3 separate regions of the Mus musculus genome follow, and regions 1 and 2 are each linked to region 3. Evidence: chromatin contacts called from public HiChIP or PLAC-seq and promoter capture Hi-C data. All regions are on one chromosome and are shown on one strand. The core of a region is the stretch at or near the end of the contact, and the rest is flanking DNA. Distances in the headings are between cores, read along the strand shown. Region 1 holds the start of Areg (amphiregulin). Region 2 has its middle 29 kb from the start of Areg. Region 3 holds the start of Btc (betacellulin, epidermal growth factor family member).

Region 1 (3,382 bases), core at 287-2,786, 260 kb after region 3:
TCCACTCACCTCTGACTGAATCATCTATAATATAGCCGGATATTTGTGGTTCATTATCATACTCCTCTGAGTAGTCGTAGTCCCCTGTGGAGAGTTCACTGCCAGAAGGCATTTCGCTTATGGTGGAAACCTCTCTTCCCACAGAAAGCTCAAGTCCACCGGCACTGTGGTCCCCAGAAAGCGATTCGCCTTTCCCTGAGCTGGGGTCATTGAGCTCCAAAGCAGCTGCATAATGGCCTGCAGGGACGGAGAGAATAAGAAGAGATGAGTCGGATACTTCTGTCTCAGTAAGTGAGCATTGCTGTGTAGACATGTGTGTCTCCTCATATCAAACAGTTACTGCATGTGTGCTATTGGGTGTTGGGATTTGTTTTTTGTTTGTTTTGTTTTGTTTGACTGAGTCGCTCATAGAAGCAACTTCCCAGTCTGCCAAGAAGCAAACTCAGTTGCCCAAATTACTGAGTTTCTTTTATCTGGGTTTTCTTTTCCAGATCGCCTACATTAATTTCCACAATTGGATAAGTCCTGCCAAGGCAATGCCCCCAGAATCACGTAACCCGCAATGTCTAAGTGGCCTACACCCTTCGGGTCTAACTTGGGTGCGCTTTTCCAAAGCTTTCCTGCCATCTTTTGACCGGTACTGATACATTTTAACTCTTGTTTACAGCCATTGAATCTGTACATAAGATGCAAAAGGTAGTGCCAATAGTGGCAAAGAGCAACGGTTTTTACCGTCTTTATCTATTATTATCACACAGAGAAAAGGTTCAGAGCCGGGTAACCCCTTGGAGGAGTCCTGAGCTTCAGTCCTTGATTTCATTTTAATTCTTTTTTTTTTTTTTAATATCAAGACAGCATTTGGCAGCGATGCTTTCAACCTCTGAACACTTTGAGTCTGCTTTGGAGAGGGAAAAATAAAATCACTAGACAGAAGAATGGAGACAGAAGGCAAAGAGCCCTCCTTCAAATCCTCCTGGATTAACTACTTTTGTAGAAACTACTTCACCTGCCTGGACCTCAGTTTCCTTAGTTATCAAAGAAAAGGGTGGGCTAAAATGACCTCTTAGGTTTCCATCAGCTGGTCCTTGGGTCATGCTAGAGACCTTGGGTCATGCTAGAGACTTCGTCTGCTTCTCTCACCCTCCTAGCATGAGCAATTTCAGGGGTATGAGCTAAGGGGATCTGCTCCCTGACGTTTGGGGAATGTCAAGAGGCAGCAGCATTCAAGGGGCAACAACCTGAGAGGTGGCGGATGCTCACCTGAGCCTAAGACCAGCAGCAACAGCACTGAGCGCGCCAGCGGTAGCAGCGGAGTTCTCATTGGTTCCACCGGCCGGCAGCGTCTCGGTCTCTGCAGCAACACGACAGCGGCTCCGGGCGGCGGGAGCAGCGGAACCACGGAGCAGCGGGCGAGCACCGGCGCAGGGAAGCCCAGCCCGCCGGGCTCCGGACGGCTGGAGCGGCCAGCGCCTCAGGCTCAGCTGGAGATGTCCGGGCGGTGGCCGCGGGTCAGAAGGGAGCGAAGGAAGCGGGATCCAGGGTGCGGCGAGCACCTGCTGCTTTTATAGACCCGCTGGAGCCACCGCCCGTGACGTCACGGACCAGCCCTGGGTGGAGGCGGGAGGTTACTACTCCAAAAACCCAGCTGACGCGGGAGGAAGTGGGGATCGAGCCCTGATTACGCGGGGAGAAACTTTCCCACTCGCGTTGTGTTTTAAGTTAGAGTGGTGCTGAGGAGCTGACAGCCCAAAGAAACTCTTTGCATATACATTAACAGGACAGCAGGCCGGGACATTAAGTACCAAAGTCCCATTTTAGGATGTTTGTGGAGCTTTCAGAGCAACTGTGGCTTAGTGATGTTAGCCCGAAGACTTTGAGGAGGATAAACGAAGCGCTAAAGGACTCCTAATAACCTAGTTATCAATCAGACACCCTCCCTGCGGCCTTCCTCTCTGCAGTATTTGCTGGTCTTTCTACTCGAATTACACTTAAGGTTTTAGCTGGGCGTGGCCAGACAGTGGCACTTAGGGAGACTGAAGTAGAGGTTACAGGGAGAAGTTAACCTGAGCTGTATCATGAGACCAATAATAAGTTGCTGGGGATAAGTGTGCTCCCCTATTTTACAAACCAATAAAAGACAGATGTAAAAAGCAGAAAAAAATGAATTAACTCAAACACACATTATGTAGATTTGATTCAAATTAGTTTGTCACTGAAATCTGCCCCTTGCAGCTCTGATAAAGAGATTGAGGGCTAAACTGACCTTTAAGAAGAGGGTTGCTGGGCAGAAGAAAGTTTCATAGAAAAGGAAAGTTGTCAAGATGATTTAGGTGTTCAAATTGGAAGAATCCAGGGAGGCCCTCATTTCCAGCCTGAGAGAGAGCCCTAATGGGGACACATCTGCGACTCCAGCACCCAGGCTAGAGGAACTTCCAGGCCCACCCAGGCAACAGAGCAAATGTGAGGGGCTATTTGGGCTAGCAGAAAGACTGGTGTGTGTGTGTGTGTGTGTGTGTGAGAGAGAGAGAGAGAGAGAGAGAGAGAGAGAGAGAGAGAGAGAGAGAGAGAGAAAGGAGAGGAGAGAGAAAGGAGAGGGGAGGGGAGGGGAAGGGAGGGGAGGGGAGGGGAGGGGAGGGGAGGGGAGAGGGGAGGAGAGGAGAGGGAACCGAACCCCACTGGGGGCATATTTAGCTGCAAAGGAAGTGAGGGCAGTTACTTCCCCGAACTCTCATGCTCTAGTAGCTCAGGACACGCAAACTTTATATGCCCCAATACAGGGGAACGCCAGGGCCAAAAAAATGGGAATGGGTGGGTAGGGAAATGGGGGGGGGAGGGTATGGGGGACTTTTGGGATAGCATTCTAAATGTAATTGAGGAAAATAGGTAATAATAAAAAATATTAAAAAAAAAAAAAAAAAGAAATGGATTTCTCTTGGCTTAAAGAAAACAAGACACACTTTCTCTAAGCTGTTTCCTGCCCTTATCCACGACCCTCCCTGACTGAGCTCCCCCAATCAGCCTTTTCAGGACTATTGGTTTTAAACTCTTAGAACAAAAACATGGGCTTTTGGAGAGGAGATACAGAAAAGTCCTGAACTGTGCCCTCACTTCTACTCAGTGTTTGGTGAAGGAGTACTTTGTGTAAACTGTGCTTTACTTTTGTGTGGGAAATCACCAAGAGGGAGATTTAGTGAGCAGCACCATGTTTGTTGAGAGCCCAGTCGTGTGGGCCACATATGATTAAGTAAATCTACTAAATCAGATAAAAGGGATTGATTCACAGTACGCTGGGAAAGGAGGCTGTAGTTTAATTTGGCCTGTAGGTATCACAGACAGCCCTGTGCGGGAAGGGAAAAAGGCCCTGGGAGGCCTTCTGAGCAGG
Region 2 (3,838 bases), core at 1,178-3,677, 290 kb after region 3:
AGTGGGAGGGGATATGAGATTTTCGGGGGGGGGGACCAGGAAAGGGGATAACATTTGAAATGTAAATACAGAAAATATCTAATTAAAAAAAAAACAGTGTTGGAGACAATCAAATTTGATTTAGATGCAATAACTGTGGTTTTGAAAATGTTTGTTCTGAAGGAATTTGACAATAAATATAAGAAAAACCTTTTGGTTTCCAAATATACATCTACAATGTCAAGAAAACAAAATATATTATGCTATAATTGGGGTTGTGATACTCTAGTAACTAGAAGATTTTTTCTATAGGGAGAAATAATGATATTTTAACGGAAAGATTTGGTGTGATTTGTCTTCTCCCTGTCCACACTGATGTTGCTACCACAGACCCTGGCTACGCCCCCAGAGTATTGTTGTTTTCTGAACCCCAACTCCACCTCTTAGCCCCTTTCCTCTATTTTCACTGTACTTCAGCTACACTGACCCCCTTCCATTTTCACGTCTTTAATAACTGCCAAAGACATCCCTCTGCCAGAAAGTACATTTCTCCCTCCGTTCATCTAGTTTCCATGTGTGCTCCCTCAAACACTGCAGCTCCCTTTTGCTTACCTCACTGTAAAACTGCGAATCTTCTCCTTGGCATTCTTCATGGCATATGTGATAATTCTGAATTCTATAGATACAGTCTGGAGATTGTTTATCTACTGTAGCTTTGTGTGTTGGAATTCGGGTCCCTGTTGGCAACTTTAAGTGTTGGCTTAGCCGATAATCCCTGAATATTTGAGAGGTTTGGGAGCACTCCATGTGCTCAGGGCCAGTCTGAACCGCAGAGAGAGACTGTGTGACAAAAAGTCCTTCAAAAATTAAAAAAAGAAAGGAAGAAAAGAAGGAAGGAGGGACAGACAGACATATTCAGAGACAGACAGACAGACAGACAAAGGGAGCACCTAGTATGAAGTAGTCCCATTATTAGGGTGACAGCCTTTGGGAAGTGAATGCTGAGCTTTTGGAGTCTCAGTTTTTTGTCAATAAATGAGAATTTGGCCCTTTATTCATATGGTTTCCACTTTCTTCTTCTCTAACTGTTATGACACCGTGGAGCCAAACAGAGGCCAGATGGAGCTCCTTGGCCTTAGGTTTTCATCTCTCAAACATTCTTTATAGAGTTGCCATTATAGAAACAGAACCACTGATGCCTAAAACATTTTCCTTCTCCACATCTGTCCCCGCACAACTAAGACAAGGAAGGACATGCCTGCTCTTCAAGTGACTGCCATGACAGGACTGCACACGCAGCCTTTGGCATGTCTCACTCACCATGAACATCTAGAACACACAAGGTGCTCAGTGCATCATTTTAGGAAGTGAGAACTCCAGCCACCCAGCCTCTGCTGGGCTCTCCGTCTCTGCCAGTCACAGGATTCTGGCTCCCAGCCCAAAACCATCAGCACTGACTACAGCTGACCGAAGGGCTGAGCCCACTGAATCACAATGGGGTGCCGGACAAGATACACAGGAAGTTCCAATTATACTTCTAATTAAAGTCTAATTGCTCTAACTTAGTGCGTATTTATCTAATAGGCCTGGAAAAATTAAAAACTAAATGACGGCGTACATACTACTTCTGAGCGAGCTTTGTGGCCCATTATTATTTTTAATGAAAAAAGGTTGGGAACTTTCAGTTATTCTAATCTTCTTAAATCCTGTCCTTTTCTTGAAGATTGTGTAGACAAATATATAGTTTCCGCACTTCGTAGAGCTTCTGACTTCCCATTTGGCATAGCATCTTAATCTAAGCAAGGGATATCAGAATTGGATGTAACCTAAAATAAGCAGAGAAACAGAGTTCTAAAATGCTACAATGATTTCAATAAATGTAATTGTTGTATGTAAATCGGTTAATGTTTAGAGCTGGGTTGTAAATTCAGCCTGTACAGCATTAGCTGATGAGGTGGCCCCCTCTTGTAAGACCAGCACATGGAGGAAGGCAACAAATATAGAAGTTTAAGGTCATCCTCAGCTATGTAGTAAGCTAAAAGCTACAAGATCCTGTTTCAAAAAAAAGGTTCATAATCAAAGGCAAAATCGCAGTGAGACATAATGAACTCATTCACATTGGTGACTCACGTTTTATGCATGTCTTCAAAGGTACAGTGGACTTTCACACAAAAAGAATTTTTGCCTTTCACTGACTTCAACAATTAGTTTCCTGTTAATCAAGACTGTAAATGTCACCTGAGGTTTACTTTAGCATAGACTTAAGACAACTTAGAAGAACCAAAGCCAATATCCGGAATGCCAGAACAAGCGATGAACTTTGATTCAAAGCAAATAATGTCATAAATTCTATAGCTGATGCAGCTTTCTCAGGGTTAAGAGCTGTCTTATCAGCCTGAAGCCAGAAGGAGGGCAGAGAGAGAGCAGACTCAAGGAACATGCCGAGGCATGTCTAAACCTTGCACTTCAAGTGCCAAGGCCAGTGGGGCATGCTAAAGAGATAGTTGTGTCATTGCTACTGTGGTCAAAGACACGGGTTGTCCTATAAGGTCTCAAAGCTGGAACCTGGAAAGAAAAGGCCTTTTAAGTATTACTAATTGAATTTGTAGTATTTGGATGACTTAGCCTCTTTCCAAAGACCTCTAAACAGACAATAAAAACAAACTCAGGAATCCCAAGTATAGATAGAAGTGCTCAGATCTTCAAGAAGGAAGGGACTCTTAAAGGGGTTCCAACACTAGAGAACTGTTCAGTGAGAAAAAATGGGCTTGGGTATCCATAAAAACTGGGCACATATCCGGATTCCCATGACTAACAGTGCACCCTGTTCATGGCTAAATAATCGCACTTACCTCAGGAAGGACTAGACTGGATAACCAGATTTTGCTTGAGAGTCGTAATTAACAACAAAATGAGAACAACTGATTTAATAAAAATTGTTTTTTAAAAACATCAGGCATTATGGGATTTCAAAATCACTTATAATTGTATATAGTAAATAATTTAATATCCCTTGGCTAGAAGTTCTTTCAAGACAATTATTTCATTCAGATGACATTCCTTGATTGGCTGACAATATTGTGCAATTATTAGTGATATAAAAAACCCACAAAGAACCTACTAAAGAAAGTTTAGTTAAGTTGTTTTAAAAAATAATTTTACCAAACAGCCAAATGAACTGTGATAAATGCTACCTTAGAATGGTATGAAAACCTTTCAAACAGTCTATATGTCAGAGTTGGGAGAGGCTTCTGAGAAAGCACAGTACTTCAGTTTCTACATGAAGACTGAGTAGGAATCTCTACAGCAGGGTCAAGGGGAGTTCAGCATAGATGTGGCTTTGAGTCTGGTAGAATTTGCTCCATAGAAAAAGATGATCTGTGAGCTAATTTTCTATGAGCTTTTGTCCATAAAAAAGCCAAAGAAAAAGAAATAAAGATGATGAGTTGTTGGCTCGAGGGGAGGGGCTCTGCTCTGTCCATCCATCCATCCATCCATCCATCCATCCATCCATCCATCCAAATGCAGTGGTGTAGCCATTTTCCTCTTTTTTTTCCTTTTTTTTTTTTTTTTTTTTTAGCTCACAGATAAAATGTTACACAAAATGGGAGTTACAAGAGGATATTCATATTAAGTTCAAAGCAGTGTTGCATTTTGTAAGCTTGTTATAAGTTGAAAACAACAGATTCACATGGCCTTGTTTTATAACCCACACCTGTGGCTTCATTCTTGGATTTGTCCTAGAATAAAAGTTTTTCCTTGAACACACACACAAGAAAGAAAGAAAGAAAGAAAGAAAGAAAGAAAGAAAGAAAGAAAGAAAGAAAGAAAGGAAGGAAGGAAGGAAGGAAGGAAGGAA
Region 3 (3,471 bases), core at 291-2,790:
TTTTTTTTTTTATTAGTATTTGCAGAGAGCAGGATAGGAGAGGAGGCTGCCACTGTCTGTTGGTGATAAGAAGGCAGATGTTAAGTATGGTGTCATCTCAGAGAGGAGCCTTGGTGTAGGAGCCCTCCTACACTAGCAGATGCCAGGAAGATAAAAGGACAGAGACATACGGAGGGAGTGCCACCATTCTAAAGCCCTGATGGCTTCCTGTACTCCATCACCTCTGTGGTGCATGGCCCTCTATCTCTCAGTTCTTCCCTGCTCCGGACCCCACCCAATCATCTGAGACGGTTCCCTCTTCCAGGGCTCTAAGGGGTTAACTAGAATGGATGGATTTAAAACTTCATTCTTCTAGATACATCAGTTGCCTACGGCACTAACATAACTAGGATCGGTTTAGAAATAAAATATCACTTGCTTAATTTATATAATGGGGTTCAAAAGGAGGGTCAAATGCTTGACTTATCTTTCATATGTAAAAAAAAATGTTTATTGTACTTTCCAGTGTCAGAAATGCAACTTCTGAAGGTGGATGCATTGTATGCATTGCTTTTACAAGATCAGTAAATCAGTTCATAAGACCCAAACCCCTTGGTCAGTTCAGATGCAAATATACTTGTGCTATACGGTAAAACTGGAACCCTTTTATAGGCTGTTCAGTGTGTCTTTGGGTTCCAGAGACGGCTCAATGCATAAAAAGTTCCCATTACTAGGCATGATGAAATAGAGATAAGGTTTGGCAAAGCACAAGCATACAACACACACACACACACACACACACACACACACACACACACACACACACAAACACACACACACACGAAAAAGAAACAGAAAGATCCTACTAGAATTAAGAGGTAAACAAATGAAAAAATAATGGATAAATAAAATAGAAATGAAGTTCTTTTATTTATCTATTTACTCAGATGATTTGTTACTAAGTTTCTGAGCTAATATTGTGCTATGTGGGCCAGGCTGACCCTTCAAACTTGCTCTCCTCCTGATTAGAGGCATGTGCCACCACATCCAGCTGATACATGAAATTTCAAAAGGACGTTTTGGCAAGCTAAAATGCCCGGCTAATTAATAACTGACTAGAAGGCACTGAAAACTGAAGTATTAACTTTAAGAATTCTATAGACAACAATGACTCTTGAGAAATCGCCTGTCTGCGTCAACTGTCAAATGCTTGAGGTTTTTTGTGGTTTTTTGTTGTTGTTGTTGTTGTTGTTGTTGTTTGTCTGTTTGTTTTTTCTTTTCAGTGAACTTCGCTCTAGTCTCAGAATTCGCTCCTTAGGCCAGAAGGAGACTTCTAGACTTTCCCCCAGAGGGCTTCATGAGTTGAGGCCACATGACCAGGTCCTCTTCTGCCTCTCTTCTGGGCCCCATTTACCTTGTTTTGTCCCACAGGGGGAAAGAAATGAACCGTCAGGTGAGACCCAGCAGGGGGAGTGGGAGAGCTGGCCCCGTGGCCCTCTGAGCGTGTCCTTGGGTGTGAGTATGGGTGTGGGGCAGCTGGGTGGGAGCAGCGTGCAGGCTACCAGCACCAAGTGGTGTGCCTCTCCGGGGGTGTGTGCAGAAGGCTCCAGGATAAATAGGAGGCTCCCAGTTCTGGGTGACACTGGAGCCCGCTGGCTGCCCGCCCCGGGTGTTTCCCTGCTCTGTAGGCAGGCTGCCTGCTGCTTAGTTTCGCTTCCTCCTGGCTCAGGGATTAGTTTTCAAGCACCCTCTCGGTGCCAGGGCCCAGGAAGGGCATAGAGAAGGAACCTGAGGACTCATCCAGGGGCTGCCCTGCCCCTCACAGCACAGTTGATGGACCCAACAGCCCCGGGTAGCAGTGTCAGCTCCCTGCCGCTGCTCCTGGTCCTTGCCCTGGGTAAGTGTTCATTCTGAGAGCTACAGATCAGGAGGAAAGTCATGGGGGCTGGAGTCCTGTGAACCTTGCTGAAAGAGTGAGCTGGTGAAGTTAAGATCCCGCCTCTGGCTTGCACCTGTTGGAGTCTTCCCTGGGTATACTCGAGGCCCAGGGCGGCAGGGATCCTGCTGCCTGCTGCTGGGCTGTGCTCAGGTGGCACCTTGAAGTGCCAGGAGCAGAGCTCGCGGAAGGTGCTGGCAGGGACCCGGGAGGTGCTTAGCAGGTGCCTGAGATGGGAGGAGACTCTCAAAGGAAGAAGCAAGGGAGTCTGCACCGAGAAGGATACCTGCAGAAGGCAGAGGCGGGCATTCCTAACATGCATGGACTGGAGAGCAACGTGCTTGTGTGTGTGTGAGTGTGTGTGTGTGTGTGTGTGTGTGTGTGTGTGTGTGTGTGTGTGTGTGTGTGTGATGAATCCTCCTAAGCTACTGGTAGTCTCAAAAGCAGTCCCGTCTTCTCTCCTCTCTCTCTCTCTCTCTCTCTCTCTCTCTCTCTCTCTCTCTCTCTCTCTCTCTCTCTCTCTGTCTCGTTCCTGGAAAACACACACAAACACACACACACACACACACACACACACCTTCTCTCTCCCTTTTCTTTCTTCCATTCGTGTGGCAGGAGCTGCGAGGGAGAAGTCCTCTCTTGAGAGCTTTCTGTGACTGTTTTTCGTTCAGGACGAGAAAGCAAAGAGAAATGAAAAAATACCAAACGGCCTCACTTGGGACCTTTTGCTTCCTACTTTGAAAAGTCAGGAGAGGAAATACATCTCTTTATTTGGAAAATTAGGGCCTGTTGGTTGAGAACTCCTGGATGTCCGCAGAAGCAAGAGAGGAGAGGCGGCTCCCTGGAAGCCAGAGCTGTGGAAGCAGAGTGCAGCTTCAGGTGGCATCCTGCCCTCTGCCTCTGAGTAGCAGACGAGAGGACAGCCTGGTGGGAGAGCCCAGCCATCTCCAGACCTCTGCTTCGAGGTCCTTGGGGGTTCTGGAAGGGAAGGGTGCTTTCTAGCCTTATGTGGAATCTAAGAGCATTGAGACATTGTAAGGAGAGGGACCTCTTATGTGTCACCGTGCTATATTATATACCTTCTCTCAAGCCTGGAGAGGGCTAACAACTGTAAAAAGGGACAAGATTGTTTATCAAGGTGTAAAAACAGATAATATAAGTGAAATTTTTGTTTGGCTGTGTCTCCAGAACTAGAGAGGCAGATAAAATGCTTGTCAACCTGGTGGCAGAAGGACTGCATGTAAGGTCCAGGTTAGAGAGGAAGGACTGGCTTAGCCTACAGTGGAGGCATGTCACCTTAACCCACTGTAGAGTGATGTGAACCAAGAGGACATGAGATGGAGGTGTAGAGGAAGTGCTGAGACTATTGTCAGTATCACTTAAACACAGCTGGCACTCACATCCTCTACCTTGTCTGGATTGCCCCCCAGCCAAGATCTTCTTCATCTTGGTATAGTGAACTATATGCTAATGTATACAGGAAGCAGGCAGAAGAGTGGTCCTGAGATTCTTAGGTGTGGTTCTTGCTTTATGTTGAGTTGGGAATGCCAAAGTGA

Evidence for each region. Promoter capture Hi-C pulls out the DNA fragments that hold promoters and counts their contacts. HiChIP or PLAC-seq counts read pairs in DNA pulled down with a chosen protein or histone mark.
Region 1: a contact with region 3 is called in a promoter capture Hi-C map of liver, with 3 times the contacts expected there. The contact joins the promoter of Areg here to the promoter of Btc in region 3. A contact is called at or near these places in 3 of 39 promoter capture datasets (cranial neural crest, hippocampal neurons and liver), 1 of 115 datasets of contacts at active chromatin or transcription factors (pancreatic cancer cells) and 1 of 9 other capture datasets (adipose tissue).
Region 2: a contact with region 3 is called in a FOXA1 HiChIP or PLAC-seq map of pancreatic cancer cells. The contact joins the enhancer-like site here to the promoter of Btc in region 3. A contact is called at or near these places in 4 of 39 promoter capture datasets (embryonic stem cells, hippocampal neurons and liver) and 1 of 115 datasets of contacts at active chromatin or transcription factors (pancreatic cancer cells).

Annotation. Positions count from the first base shown.
Region 1 is chr5:91,137,753-91,141,134 of GRCm38.p6, reverse strand. Areg (amphiregulin) reads right to left here and starts at 1,536. Exons shown (of 6, transcript NM_009704.4): 1 at 1,261-1,536; 2 at 10-237. The coding sequence starts at 1,321.
Region 2 is chr5:91,108,785-91,112,622 of GRCm38.p6, reverse strand. No RefSeq gene overlaps it. Among named protein-coding and RNA genes, the nearest start is that of Areg, 29 kb to the left of the region's middle. Within about 2 kb of position 2,427, at least 58 of the 459 cell types and tissues checked have an H3K27ac peak or open chromatin away from gene starts, as enhancers often do. A contact at or near this core is called in pancreatic cancer cells, where this site is marked.
Region 3 is chr5:91,401,063-91,404,533 of GRCm38.p6, reverse strand. It overlaps Btc (betacellulin, epidermal growth factor family member), which reads left to right and starts at 1,540. Exons shown (of 6, transcript NM_007568.5): 1 at 1,540-1,876. The coding sequence starts at 1,813.